Linked DNA regions of Mus musculus: region 2 is linked to region 1. Evidence: chromatin contacts called from public Micro-C data. All regions are on one chromosome and are shown on one strand. The core of a region is the stretch at or near the end of the contact, and the rest is flanking DNA. Distances in the headings are between cores, read along the strand shown. Region 1 holds the start of Foxa2 (forkhead box A2). Region 2 holds the start of Thbd (thrombomodulin).

Region 1 (6,049 bases), core at 1,763-4,262:
GTTTCCGCTCGCTCGGAAGTCTACGAGCGCCCCGCTCCCCGGCTGGTCACTGAATGCCAGCGGCCAGTGGTGCTGGGATGGTCGCAGACACCTCTACTCCAATGTTCCAGGTGGCGTCATGCGCAGACCCACCCTTTCTCGGAGCTAGGAGACTAGACGCGGGTTTGGCTGTGTTCACTTCCACGCGGAGCACTTGGGTGGAGATGGGGCCAGAAGAAGGTGCCCAGGGACAGCAGTTGGAGCGCGATTAGGATTCCAAAAGCTAAAAGACCGGACTGGGGTTGACCCCGAAATCCTCGCGGCCGACAGGGGGCGCCCTGTCACTGTGGAAGTTGGATGTTAGCGCTCCCAGCTATCCTGAGATCTGAGCACACACAGTGTCTGAGGGGACGGTAGGAATTCTCAGATCTGAGAGAAGCATGCTTTGCTCCGCGTACCCACTCTCCCAGCGCTTGGTAACTAATTTTACACGTGCAATAATTTCTGGGATCAAATTTCAGCTGGGAGCACAATCAAAGAGCAGTGCAGCCCACAGGCTTACAAATACCCTGGCATTTAACAGAGAGGGGTGGTGGAATAGACCAACTGACAGACACAGACGGACAGACAGACCGACGGACAGAATAAACCGGAATGTTGATATCTTGAGTTTCACTTCCTGAGAGAACTGTCCTTGTTGTGTGTGCGTGCGCGTGTACTGTACTTCGACATGTAAGATCTCTAGACAGAACTAGAATGCTGTCTCAGTCTCTGTCTGCCTTTTTCTCTCTGGGGATGGAGCTCTCTCTCTCTCTCTCTCTCTCTCTCTGGTGGGGAGTGGAACTGTCTCTCTGTGATTCTCTGTGTCTCTCTTGGGGGGGGGGGAGTTGGGTGCCTGCATTTTTTTTTTGCTTTAAGTTTGAAAAATAGCTGCATCTATAAACAACATGTGCACCCCTCTTTTTCAAGTCTGCGGTCATCCTTGTGGGGTCCTGGGGAAGATGCTGGAGGATCTGATCTCTCTGGGTTCCCTGTGTTCACTAGGTGAACACGTCAGATTCACCTTCAGCGGGAAAACAGGCGTTGCCTTTGAGGGACTCGTGCTCTGCATTGCTTCAGATGACACATTAATACCTTATCTGTCCATACTATGTGCGTTTCAGCAGCAAAGGGCACTGATGTTGCTGCGTCTTCAGTCCAAAAGGATGCTGACCTCTTTCTTTACCCTCCAATCTGGCTTCCATTCTCATTCAGGCTTCCATGCTCAAAGCTCACCCCAGTACCTGCCACCTCTATGTACTCTTCTTCTACCACACGAAATTGTGGACACCTGGATTTGGGCCAACTATTTCCTATTTTCTCCATCTCCTAGAGAGAAGAGTTTGGGACTGTATCCCTACATCCTAGTCACATTTTCAGAACCAAGAAAGACTGTCCACATAAAAACGCCGGCAAGACCCTCCACTCCAAAATCTAGGCTTACCTTAGTCTCGGTCTTGGTAGCTAACAATATAAATGACATACTCTGTTGTTTTCATGTTTGTTTTGTTTGGGGAGACAAGGTTTCTCTCTGTAGCCCGGATGTCTTGAAACTCACTCTATAGACTAGGTCAGCCTAGACTTCTCTGAGATCCTCCTGCCTCTGCCTCAAAGGCAGAAGACAACACTTCAAATGACACTTTTTAACACCTAGAAGCTAAAGAGAAAAGAAACTGAAATTTTCAATTTTTATAAGACAGTCCTGGTCTCTGCAGGCAGAGAACACAGATCCTCCTGAAGTCATCCCACAAGGCCCATTATTGATTTTTTTTCTCCTGCCCTACCCCCACCTACTGCCCTGTTTGTTTTAGTTACGAAATGCTTTGGGCACCTTGGATTTAACTGAAAAGTAACCTTGAAACACCGAGGCCCTCATGCCAGAGGCAAATCGCTGCCTCCCGGGTATTGGCTGCAGCTAAACGGGTCTCTCCAGGCCGACTGAGGTGGGTAGCCAGAAAGAGGACTGAGGTAACTGACGACCAGGGCGGCCAGACCACGCGAGTCCTACGCGCCTCCTGAGGCCGCCCCGGGACTTAACTGTAACGGGGAGGGGCCTCCGGAGCAGCGGCCAGCGAGTTAAAGGTGTGTACACAGTTTTTCTAAATAGGACAGCGCTTTGCAAATTGGCTGTCACCTGCTTGTTGTTTTGACAGGGAATGTGCACTAAAAGGGAGGAAACCCGAGATAAATAAATCTGGCTTGCCTCGCTTTGCAGGCCACCAAGGCGGTACGCGCCTTCGGATTGACGAACCCCGTGCTTGGGGCGATGAGGAGGGGCGGGGCGGGAGCAGGAGACCTGAGTTTCTCCAAGGGTGGCTTGATCCCAGGTCTCTGGGTCCACGGAAGACTCCCCGTGGACGTAAAGGAAGGGACTCCACCAGGGCGCCAGCACGCCTGCTTGCAGGTCGGGGTCTTGGGAGTGCCAGGGACAGCAGGAGATGGGCTAGCTCGGGGCGCCCAGCGGCAGGTGCGGAACGCTAGCCCTGGCTTCCTCTCACCTAAGTGTGAGCTGATTATTCAAATGGGCTGCCCGGGGTCTGGGGATTGGAGGCCAGCGCCAGCGCACCGCGCTATATCACCAGCCGCTCACGTCATTGCGGCACTTGTCCGCTGCGCGGTCCACACCTCCTCCTCCTCCTCCTCCCCCTCCTCTCGCTCTCCCCCCGCCCGCCCCCACGCCGCTAGCTTCCCGCCGCCTCCCGGCAGCTCGACACTGCCAGCCTCAGCCTGCACCGGCAGCCCCGGGAGCGCGGCGACAGAGTGCACGCCCGACGGCGAGTCTCGGGTTCCGGCCTCCAGGGTTCTTCGGCCCCCTCCTCCGCCAGCCACCTTCCCGCCCACTCCCAGCTACTTCCCGCCGCAGGCCGCGGGAGAGAGAGAGGAAGTGGAGTCCAGAGAGGGAGAGAGGGGGAGCGCGAGAGAGGGCGGGAGGGAGGGGACGGTACCATTGCTGACTTTTTTTTTTAAGAGGGTGGGGGTGGGGGCTGATTGCTGGTCGTTTGTTGTGGCTGTTAAATTTTAAACCGCCATGCACTCGGCTTCCAGTATGCTGGGAGCCGTGAAGATGGAAGGGCACGAGCCATCCGACTGGAGCAGCTACTACGCGGAGCCCGAGGTAAGCTCTTGCCCTGGCCAGGGAGAAGTGGGGTGACAGCTATCTCCGCGTCCCCAGCCTCCGCACGCTCCCTTCACCGGTACCCGCCCCCCCACCTCTAGCCTTCCTGGACAGCCGCCTTTTCCGCCCTCCTTCTACTCAAATGGGTCTCTTTTTTATACGACACACTGTTAGCCTTGAGATAATATTAACTTTGTGATCAAATATTGACTTGCGGCGCCTCCAAATCCTCTTCGTGGCCGAGCCACGCACTATCCTAACAGAGTTATGTTTGGCAGCGCGCGGCTGGGGAGGGGTGGGAGGTCGGCTGGCGAGGGGGTGGGGAGCTGGGGAAGAGAAGGTGGGTAGGAGTTGGGGACAGAGGTACAGGCAAAGAATCAAAGACCAGTGGACAAAGAGAAAAAAAGTTTGTCGCTACGAAGCCGGGACACTAACAGTTCCTAGCCGAGTTGGCGGTCCCTTCCTTATTCCTCCACGCGATGCCTCCAGCTGCTCCCGGACTCTGTGCAGGCACTGCGCTTCACTCCCCTATGACTAAGGAGTGGGGTCCCGGTACGAAACCCCAGAATAGAGGACACTGAGATGATTTTCGCTTGAGACTGCCCCAGTGAGGTTCCAAAGGTGGCTTTTGACTACCTGGGATAGCAACGGAGATTTCCGGCCTCGGTGCTGACTCAGTGTGCTGGCCAGCTGATTTGAGGAGCCCCTAGGGAGAGTAAAATACATTTGGGGCGCCTGAGTTGGCGGTGGTCCAGGTCACTGAAGTTCTAGAATCTGGGCGAGGCTGAGCCTCAGGTCCCGCTGGCCCTAGGGCGATCTCTTTTCCGGCTCTCTTTGGGGCCCAGAGGACTTGGTGTTGGTGCACTGGGATCCAGGGAAAGCAAGAGATTCCAGAGGCTTGCACGAATTGCGGGGGACTGGGTCCAACTGGTGGGTGGGTGGGAAGATCGGGCGAGCTCAGCCTAGGTGCTAACCTGTCTCCTCCCCGGGCTCTGTCCGCAGGGCTACTCTTCCGTGAGCAACATGAACGCCGGCCTGGGGATGAATGGCATGAACACATACATGAGCATGTCCGCGGCTGCCATGGGCGGCGGTTCCGGCAACATGAGCGCGGGCTCCATGAACATGTCATCCTATGTGGGCGCTGGAATGAGCCCGTCGCTAGCTGGCATGTCCCCGGGCGCCGGCGCCATGGCGGGCATGAGCGGCTCAGCCGGGGCGGCCGGCGTGGCGGGCATGGGACCTCACCTGAGTCCGAGTCTGAGCCCGCTCGGGGGACAGGCGGCCGGGGCCATGGGTGGCCTTGCCCCCTACGCCAACATGAACTCGATGAGCCCCATGTACGGGCAGGCCGGCCTGAGCCGCGCTCGGGACCCCAAGACATACCGACGCAGCTACACACACGCCAAACCTCCCTACTCGTACATCTCGCTCATCACCATGGCCATCCAGCAGAGCCCCAACAAGATGCTGACGCTGAGCGAGATCTATCAGTGGATCATGGACCTCTTCCCTTTCTACCGGCAGAACCAGCAGCGCTGGCAGAACTCCATCCGCCACTCTCTCTCCTTCAACGACTGCTTTCTCAAGGTGCCCCGCTCGCCAGACAAGCCTGGCAAGGGCTCCTTCTGGACCCTGCACCCAGACTCGGGCAACATGTTCGAGAACGGCTGCTACCTGCGCCGCCAGAAGCGCTTCAAGTGTGAGAAGCAACTGGCACTGAAGGAAGCCGCGGGTGCGGCCAGTAGCGGAGGCAAGAAGACCGCTCCTGGGTCCCAGGCCTCTCAGGCTCAGCTCGGGGAGGCCGCGGGCTCGGCCTCCGAGACTCCGGCGGGCACCGAGTCCCCCCATTCCAGCGCTTCTCCGTGTCAGGAGCACAAGCGAGGTGGCCTAAGCGAGCTAAAGGGAGCACCTGCCTCTGCGCTGAGTCCTCCCGAGCCGGCGCCCTCGCCTGGGCAGCAGCAGCAGGCTGCAGCCCACCTGCTGGGCCCACCTCACCACCCAGGCCTGCCACCAGAGGCCCACCTGAAGCCCGAGCACCATTACGCCTTCAACCACCCCTTCTCTATCAACAACCTCATGTCGTCCGAGCAGCAACATCACCACAGCCACCACCACCATCAGCCCCACAAAATGGACCTCAAGGCCTACGAACAGGTCATGCACTACCCAGGGGGCTATGGTTCCCCCATGCCAGGCAGCTTGGCCATGGGCCCAGTCACGAACAAAGCGGGCCTGGATGCCTCGCCCCTGGCTGCAGACACTTCCTACTACCAAGGAGTGTACTCCAGGCCTATTATGAACTCATCCTAAGAAGATGGCTTTCAGGCCCTGCTAGCTCTGGTCACTGGGGACAAGGGAAATGAGAGGCTGAGTGGAGACTTTGGGAGAGCTTTGAGGAAAAGTAGCCACCACACTTCAGGCCTCAAGGGAGCAGTCTCACCTGTCTGTGTCCCTAAATAGATGGGCCACAGTGATCTGTCATTCTAAATAGGGAAGGGAATGGAAATATATATGTATACATATAAACTTGTTTTAAAGGAGCCTTTGGTCTCCTCTATGTAGACTACTGCTTCTCAAGACATCTGCAGAGTTTGATTTTTGTTGTTGTTCTCTATTGCTGTTGTTGCAGAAAAGTCTGACTTTAAAAACAAACAAACAAACAAAAAACTTTTGTGAGTGACTTGGTGTAAAACCATGTAGTTTTAACAGAAAACCAGAGGGTTGTACTGATGTTGAAAAGAGGAAAGAAAAATAATGTAAGAGTCTGGTGTACCGGACCAGGAGAAAGGAGAAAAACACATCCCATTCTGGACATGGTGAAATCCAGGTCTCGGGTCTGATTTAATTTATGGTTTCTGCGTGCTTTATTTATGGCTTATAAATGTGTGTTCTGGCTAGAATGGCCAGAATTCC
Region 2 (6,011 bases), core at 226-2,725, 360 kb before region 1:
CTGGCCTCGAACTCAGAAATCTGCCTGCCTCATTTCACCCTCTTGGCCACGCGTCCCTCTGTGAATGTTTTTCTCCACGTGAGGACACCGCAGCCTTCTGTTCTCATCTAAAGTCCGAGCTGTACTGAACCAGAGAAGCTATTCATTTGTAAGCCATGGGAACTTCGCGAGGCTTCCCACAGACGAATTTCCTAACCTTCAGCTTTGCTCCAGGCAGTCTGAGCTGCTCCGTAGCAGTTGTAGTAAGTAATGCTCTACTGTCCTTGGATTGGTCTAGAGTTCAACAGCACCGCCTCCTGGCAGTGGGGTGGAAGTGACTGCCACGGAGTGCAGGGTCCTCTTGGTGTGTGTGTGTGTGTGTGTGTGTGTGTGTGTGTGTGTGTGTGATGACGCGCACGCTTGGGGAATAGGCAGATGAGAGAGGTGGGGAGGAGGTGGCTAAGCTTTGATTTGAACACAGCCCTCCACATTCTTGGTGAGTGCTTAGCATCTAAAAGTCTTAAGTGACAGATTCCCTTCCTCCCCTCCCAGCTGCCCACAAGACACTCCTCTTCAATGCCCTTTGTGAGCAAACGGATTGTGTAGGCACCTCTATCTTTTGAGACTCTCAAATGACGATGGAAATGATCACGTCAAAAGGAACCAAGTAGGCTCTATTGTAGCTCATACAGTCTCCTTGCAAAGCCCCCTCCCCCCCTCCCCACCCCGGGGCCAGTTTCATTGAGGGGTCTGAGATAGGCTTGGAGGAAAACAAAACAAACCAGAACAAAGGAACGCAACACACCTTCCCCAGAGGATTCTGCAGGAATTGAACTGGGAAAGGGGGCCATGATCTCTGAGCCCAGACAAAACTTGCACGATGTTCTCAAGCAACTAGATAGGGTCTGGCCTTGGAGATGCCTGCTCAGAACAGGAGAGGAATGGAGACTGGAGAAGGGTTTGGGGTTATTAGACCACTCTCTCCTCTTGCTGCCCTAGTATTGTTTCCCCTGGCCTCCTCCAAGGTCATTTGGGACCTAAACCTCCGATTGTCAATGCAGCCAGGCTTCCTGAGTTCCTGCCTTGCATTTAGCTCACCTTTTTCAGAGTCTTGCAAGTCTCAGACACACCTCTACTGGACTTTTCTTTTCCCTGCCCCACCAACCGGACCATCTTCCAAACTTTGGTAGCATCTATGTGGAAGTGTGAGTGTGAGTGTGTGTGTGTTCGCGTCTGAGTGTGTGTACGTGTGTAGAGGTTTAAACACAGGCTACCCGCGGGCTATACCGGAGAGTCTGGGGCAGGAACTGTCGTCTTGCTGACACAGTTCTGTTCTGTGGTGGCGCCTGCAGGCCACGCCCGAGGGCCTCCCAACGCCCAGACAGACTTTTTAACTCATCGCGCAGAGGTGATCCCAGGCTGGAGGGCGGGCGCAAGGCGTCCGGAGAACCCAGTAATCCGAGAACGCAGCATCAGCCCTTCCCACCAGGCACTTCCTTCCTTTTCCCGAACGTGCAAAGAGGGAGGGCCGCGCATTTATAAACTGGAGCTTCAGCGGAGTGGCATGTTAGAGGCTGCCTCGCAGGGACTAGGAGCCTGGGCTAGAAACGTCTAGGTTGTGATAGAGGCTAGCTGCTGTCGCCGCAGGCATACGGAAACCCCTCTGCCTGGACTGGGTGTCTGCACCAGCGCAGGGCTAGCTTTTCTCGGAACTTGCACGGTGCACCCCTGGACAGCATGCTTGGGATTTTCTTTCTGGGTGTGCTGGCTCCAGCTAGCCTGGGGCTCTCCGCACTAGCCAAGCTGCAGCCCACAGGCAGTCAATGCGTGGAGCATGAGTGCTTCGCGCTTTTCCAGGGCCCCGCGACCTTCCTCGATGCCAGCCAGGCCTGCCAGCGCCTGCAAGGACATTTGATGACAGTGCGCTCCTCAGTGGCTGCCGATGTCATCTCCCTTCTGCTGAGCCAGAGCAGTATGGATTTAGGGCCCTGGATCGGTTTACAGCTCCCGCAGGGCTGTGACGACCCGGTGCATCTCGGGCCCCTGCGCGGCTTCCAGTGGGTTACTGGCGATAACCACACCAGTTACAGCAGGTGGGCGCGGCCCAACGACCAGACGGCTCCACTCTGCGGCCCTCTGTGCGTCACGGTCTCGACAGCAACTGAAGCTGCACCCGGCGAGCCGGCCTGGGAAGAGAAGCCATGCGAGACTGAGACCCAGGGTTTCCTCTGTGAGTTTTACTTCACAGCTTCCTGCAGGCCTCTGACGGTGAATACTCGCGATCCTGAGGCTGCCCACATCTCTAGTACCTACAACACCCCGTTCGGGGTCAGTGGTGCGGACTTTCAAACGCTGCCGGTAGGCAGTTCCGCCGCGGTGGAGCCCCTTGGCTTGGAGCTGGTGTGCAGGGCCCCGCCCGGAACTTCAGAGGGACACTGGGCTTGGGAAGCGACAGGAGCCTGGAATTGCAGCGTGGAGAATGGTGGCTGTGAGTACTTGTGCAATAGGAGCACGAATGAACCCAGATGCCTCTGCCCCAGAGACATGGACCTGCAGGCCGATGGACGTTCGTGTGCAAGACCTGTGGTTCAATCGTGCAACGAACTCTGCGAGCATTTTTGTGTCAGCAACGCTGAAGTGCCAGGCTCTTACTCCTGTATGTGTGAGACAGGCTACCAGTTGGCTGCAGACGGACACCGGTGTGAGGACGTGGATGACTGTAAGCAGGGGCCCAATCCATGTCCCCAGCTCTGTGTTAACACCAAGGGCGGCTTCGAATGCTTCTGCTATGATGGCTATGAGTTGGTGGATGGAGAGTGCGTGGAGCTTCTGGATCCGTGTTTCGGATCTAACTGCGAGTTTCAGTGCCAGCCAGTGAGCCCCACCGACTACCGATGCATCTGCGCTCCAGGCTTCGCACCCAAGCCGGATGAACCGCACAAGTGCGAAATGTTCTGCAATGAAACTTCGTGCCCAGCAGACTGTGACCCTAACTCTCCTACTGTTTGTGAATGCCCTGAAGGCTTCATCCTGGACGAGGGTTCCGTATGCACGGACATTGATGAGTGCAGTCAAGGCGAATGCTTCACCAGTGAATGTCGAAACTTCCCTGGCTCCTATGAGTGTATCTGCGGGCCTGACACAGCCCTTGCTGGTCAGATTAGCAAAGACTGTGACCCCATCCCTGTTAGGGAAGACACCAAGGAAGAGGAGGGCTCTGGGGAGCCTCCAGTCAGCCCTACGCCAGGCTCTCCGACAGGTCCCCCTTCTGCAAGGCCAGTGCACTCTGGCGTGCTCATTGGCATCTCCATTGCCAGCCTGTCCCTGGTGGTGGCGCTTTTGGCGCTTCTCTGTCACCTGCGCAAGAAGCAGGGCGCTGCTCGTGCAGAGCTGGAGTACAAGTGCGCATCTTCCGCCAAGGAGGTAGTGCTGCAGCACGTCAGGACTGATCGGACGCTGCAGAAGTTCTGAGGGATTTGCTCCAGAGACCCAGGTGGCCTTTGTCTTTCCGGGCTCTGTACCTCTCCTCTCCTCTCTCTCTCTCCAGCCTCCCAGCTGTGTTCTCTGGCAACTTAAAAGCACCCTGGCTGGTATAATAACCAGAGAAGAGCCCATCCTCTCAGGACAAGCGAGGGTAGGGAGGACTTGAAGCAGGACAGCCCAGTTTCTTCCAAGTAGATACTGGACAACTGGGCGGAGGTGGCAAATACAGCGGAGATCCCAGAGTACCCCAGTCCCTCACCTCACCTCCTAGTGCTGCTGATCTGTAGGCTTGAAGGCAAACCTTGACCCCATGGGCTGGAGATGACCCAGATATTTATTTTTTTTAAAGTATTTAGTATTTTCTTCCCTCCAGTTTTCTTCTGCTTGTAAGTCTCCAGCCCCCCACAGCTTTCTCAGTCCCTCCATTCCCCCCCTCCTGTCATTCTCCTCCCCAAACCTGATCATAACTTTGCCCTTACCGTTGTTTCCAAACTCTTATGTGAAACAGAAAAGAAACACTAAAAGCAGAAAACGTTCTTTTTCACTGGCTTTGGGTATTTAGTCAGAAATTTCAGGTAACCAAAGCAAAAGAATTTTAACAAAAGCTAAAATATTTCAGCTGAACACTAACTAGTCAATAGTGCTGGAATGTCACAGAAAATAAACTTAAGGAAGTAGGGTTTTTTTTTTTTTTGAAATCTTTGTTTTTGAAAGGGTGAGCCTGGGTTTTATGATTGTTGCTGTTGTTTTGAATGGGAATGACAAAAGAGGTCATTATTGTTAAGATTTTTATGCAGGCTCTACAGTGTTATTAATTTTTGACAGTGTTCAAAATGTGCAGAGGATCCTTTGTCCAACCCTTTGACATGACAATAGGACATTGCTATCTTGAGACATACTGGGCCACATTCATAGCTTTCCAAGGATGTATGTGGTCCTGCCTCAACATATCAGAGCCTGACAGATGGAAGCACCTTCCAGTAAAGCATGAGTTGTGTGCTTCGTGCCGAGCTGACTCTCAACTGTGCCTGCCCCTTGTAGTCCCGAAATACAAGCAATGTGCTGCTGAGGGAAACATGGAAACTTGGGAATGGAGTCTGGGGGTGCCTAGATGGGGCTTTCTTTTAATGAGACTCTTGAACAATATCTCGTAATTCAGAGGGATCTTCTAGCCCTGGCCACTGGCCTGTACACAAGAATTGGGACCTCGCTTGGGATCTGGCTAGAATTGCAAAATCCTAGCCCCCACCCCTGCCCCACCCCAGTGTGCCAGTTCATAAGAATCTGCATTTTGACAACATCCACAGGGACATTGTCCAGTCATTTCAGGACAACTGGTCTTAAGAGTTTCCAACCTTTGTAGAACATTTAAATGTCGGTTAATAATAAGTAGCAGGCCATGTTAAGGCCATTTATTATCAAGAAACTGAGGAATTTTCTCTGCATAGCTTTGCTTTCTGGATACAATAAAATGAGAAGGTACACACCTCTAGATAGTGCCACACAGAGTCCAGAAGGGTTTTGTTTTAAGTAAGCTAGGAATGAGTTCATATGTTAGTGTAAGGAACAAATGTATTATATGTGTATCTTTTGTAAAGAAAGGTTTTTCTTTACGGTTTTGTAAGCTCAGCATATTTGTACATATTTATTTATTGGAGTTTCGCTAGAACACAAGCAAAGCCTTTGCTTATGACGTCACATGTACAAAATAAATAGATGACAGTGTACTGATGGATGTCTCATCTCCTTCTTTTCTCTTCTCCAAGTCCCTTCACGTTTTAAACCTTATTTTATACACACAAACAATGCAACTTCAGGAGATACATTACAGGCTGGCCTGCACCTTACCACCTGCTAGCAACACAGTCTCTGACTTTATCTTCCAAGAGGAGGTCATTTTCCATGTAACAGGAGTTTGTATTTTTGTATGCGCAGATATTTTTTTTATGTGTATGACCATAACAACTTTATACTGGAGGCCTCATGTCTGTGTTTTCAGACACACTCTGGGATCTGAGGGATCTTTGGCCTCCTAGCTGAGGGTCGTTCTGTGTGTGCTTCAATATTCGCTGTTATCTGACATTCGAAACTCAAGTTGTCATGAGAGGTCTATGGCTTGGATTCATGTATTATTTCTGAACGCCAAGGTGTCATTTCCATATGTTGTGAAGCCATCATCATTCCTGCTGGCAATGATAAGCATTACTGTCTTTGTGACACTGGGCTCTTGGACCCTTTTTTTTTTTTTTTTTTTTTTTTGCAGATTGGTTGAGCTGTCTGAATTTTACATATTGGAATATGAAAATTTCTATGAGGCAAACATGAGAAAAGACAGTTAAATAGGACAATCAGATAATTTTAGAATCTAGATATGGCAGAGATTCTCAGTGTTGGCATGAAGTGTTACTGTGGGAAGATATAGGAGTGTGTGTGTGTGTGTGTGTGTGTGTATGTATGTATGTATGTTGGGGATATGGCTGATGCTTGTGCATTCACCCCTGTAGGCACCCGCAGAGGTCCTAAGTCAACATCAGGATGTCTTCCTAAAT

What was found. A called contact is a pair of places that touch in the nucleus more often than the background predicts.
Region 2: a contact with region 1 is called in a Micro-C map of embryonic stem cells, with 4 times the contacts expected there. The contact joins the promoter of Thbd here to the promoter of Foxa2 in region 1. A contact is called at or near these places in 12 of 39 promoter capture datasets (the 3T3-L1 cell line, cranial neural crest, embryonic stem cells and 6 more), 15 of 484 Hi-C or Micro-C datasets (LSK cells, adipose-derived mesenchymal stem cells, embryonic stem cells and 2 more) and 5 of 115 datasets of contacts at active chromatin or transcription factors (embryonic stem cells and extraembryonic endoderm stem cells).

Annotation. Positions count from the first base shown.
Region 1 is chr2:148,042,911-148,048,959 of GRCm38.p6, reverse strand. Foxa2 (forkhead box A2) reads left to right here and starts at 3,012. Exons shown (of 2, transcript NM_001291065.1): 1 at 3,012-3,133; 2 at 4,136-6,049. The coding sequence starts at 3,047. The coding sequence ends at 5,446.
Region 2 is chr2:148,403,652-148,409,662 of GRCm38.p6, reverse strand. It overlaps Thbd (thrombomodulin), which reads left to right and starts at 1,475. Exons shown (of 1, transcript NM_009378.3): 1 at 1,475-5,192. The coding sequence starts at 1,717. The coding sequence ends at 3,450.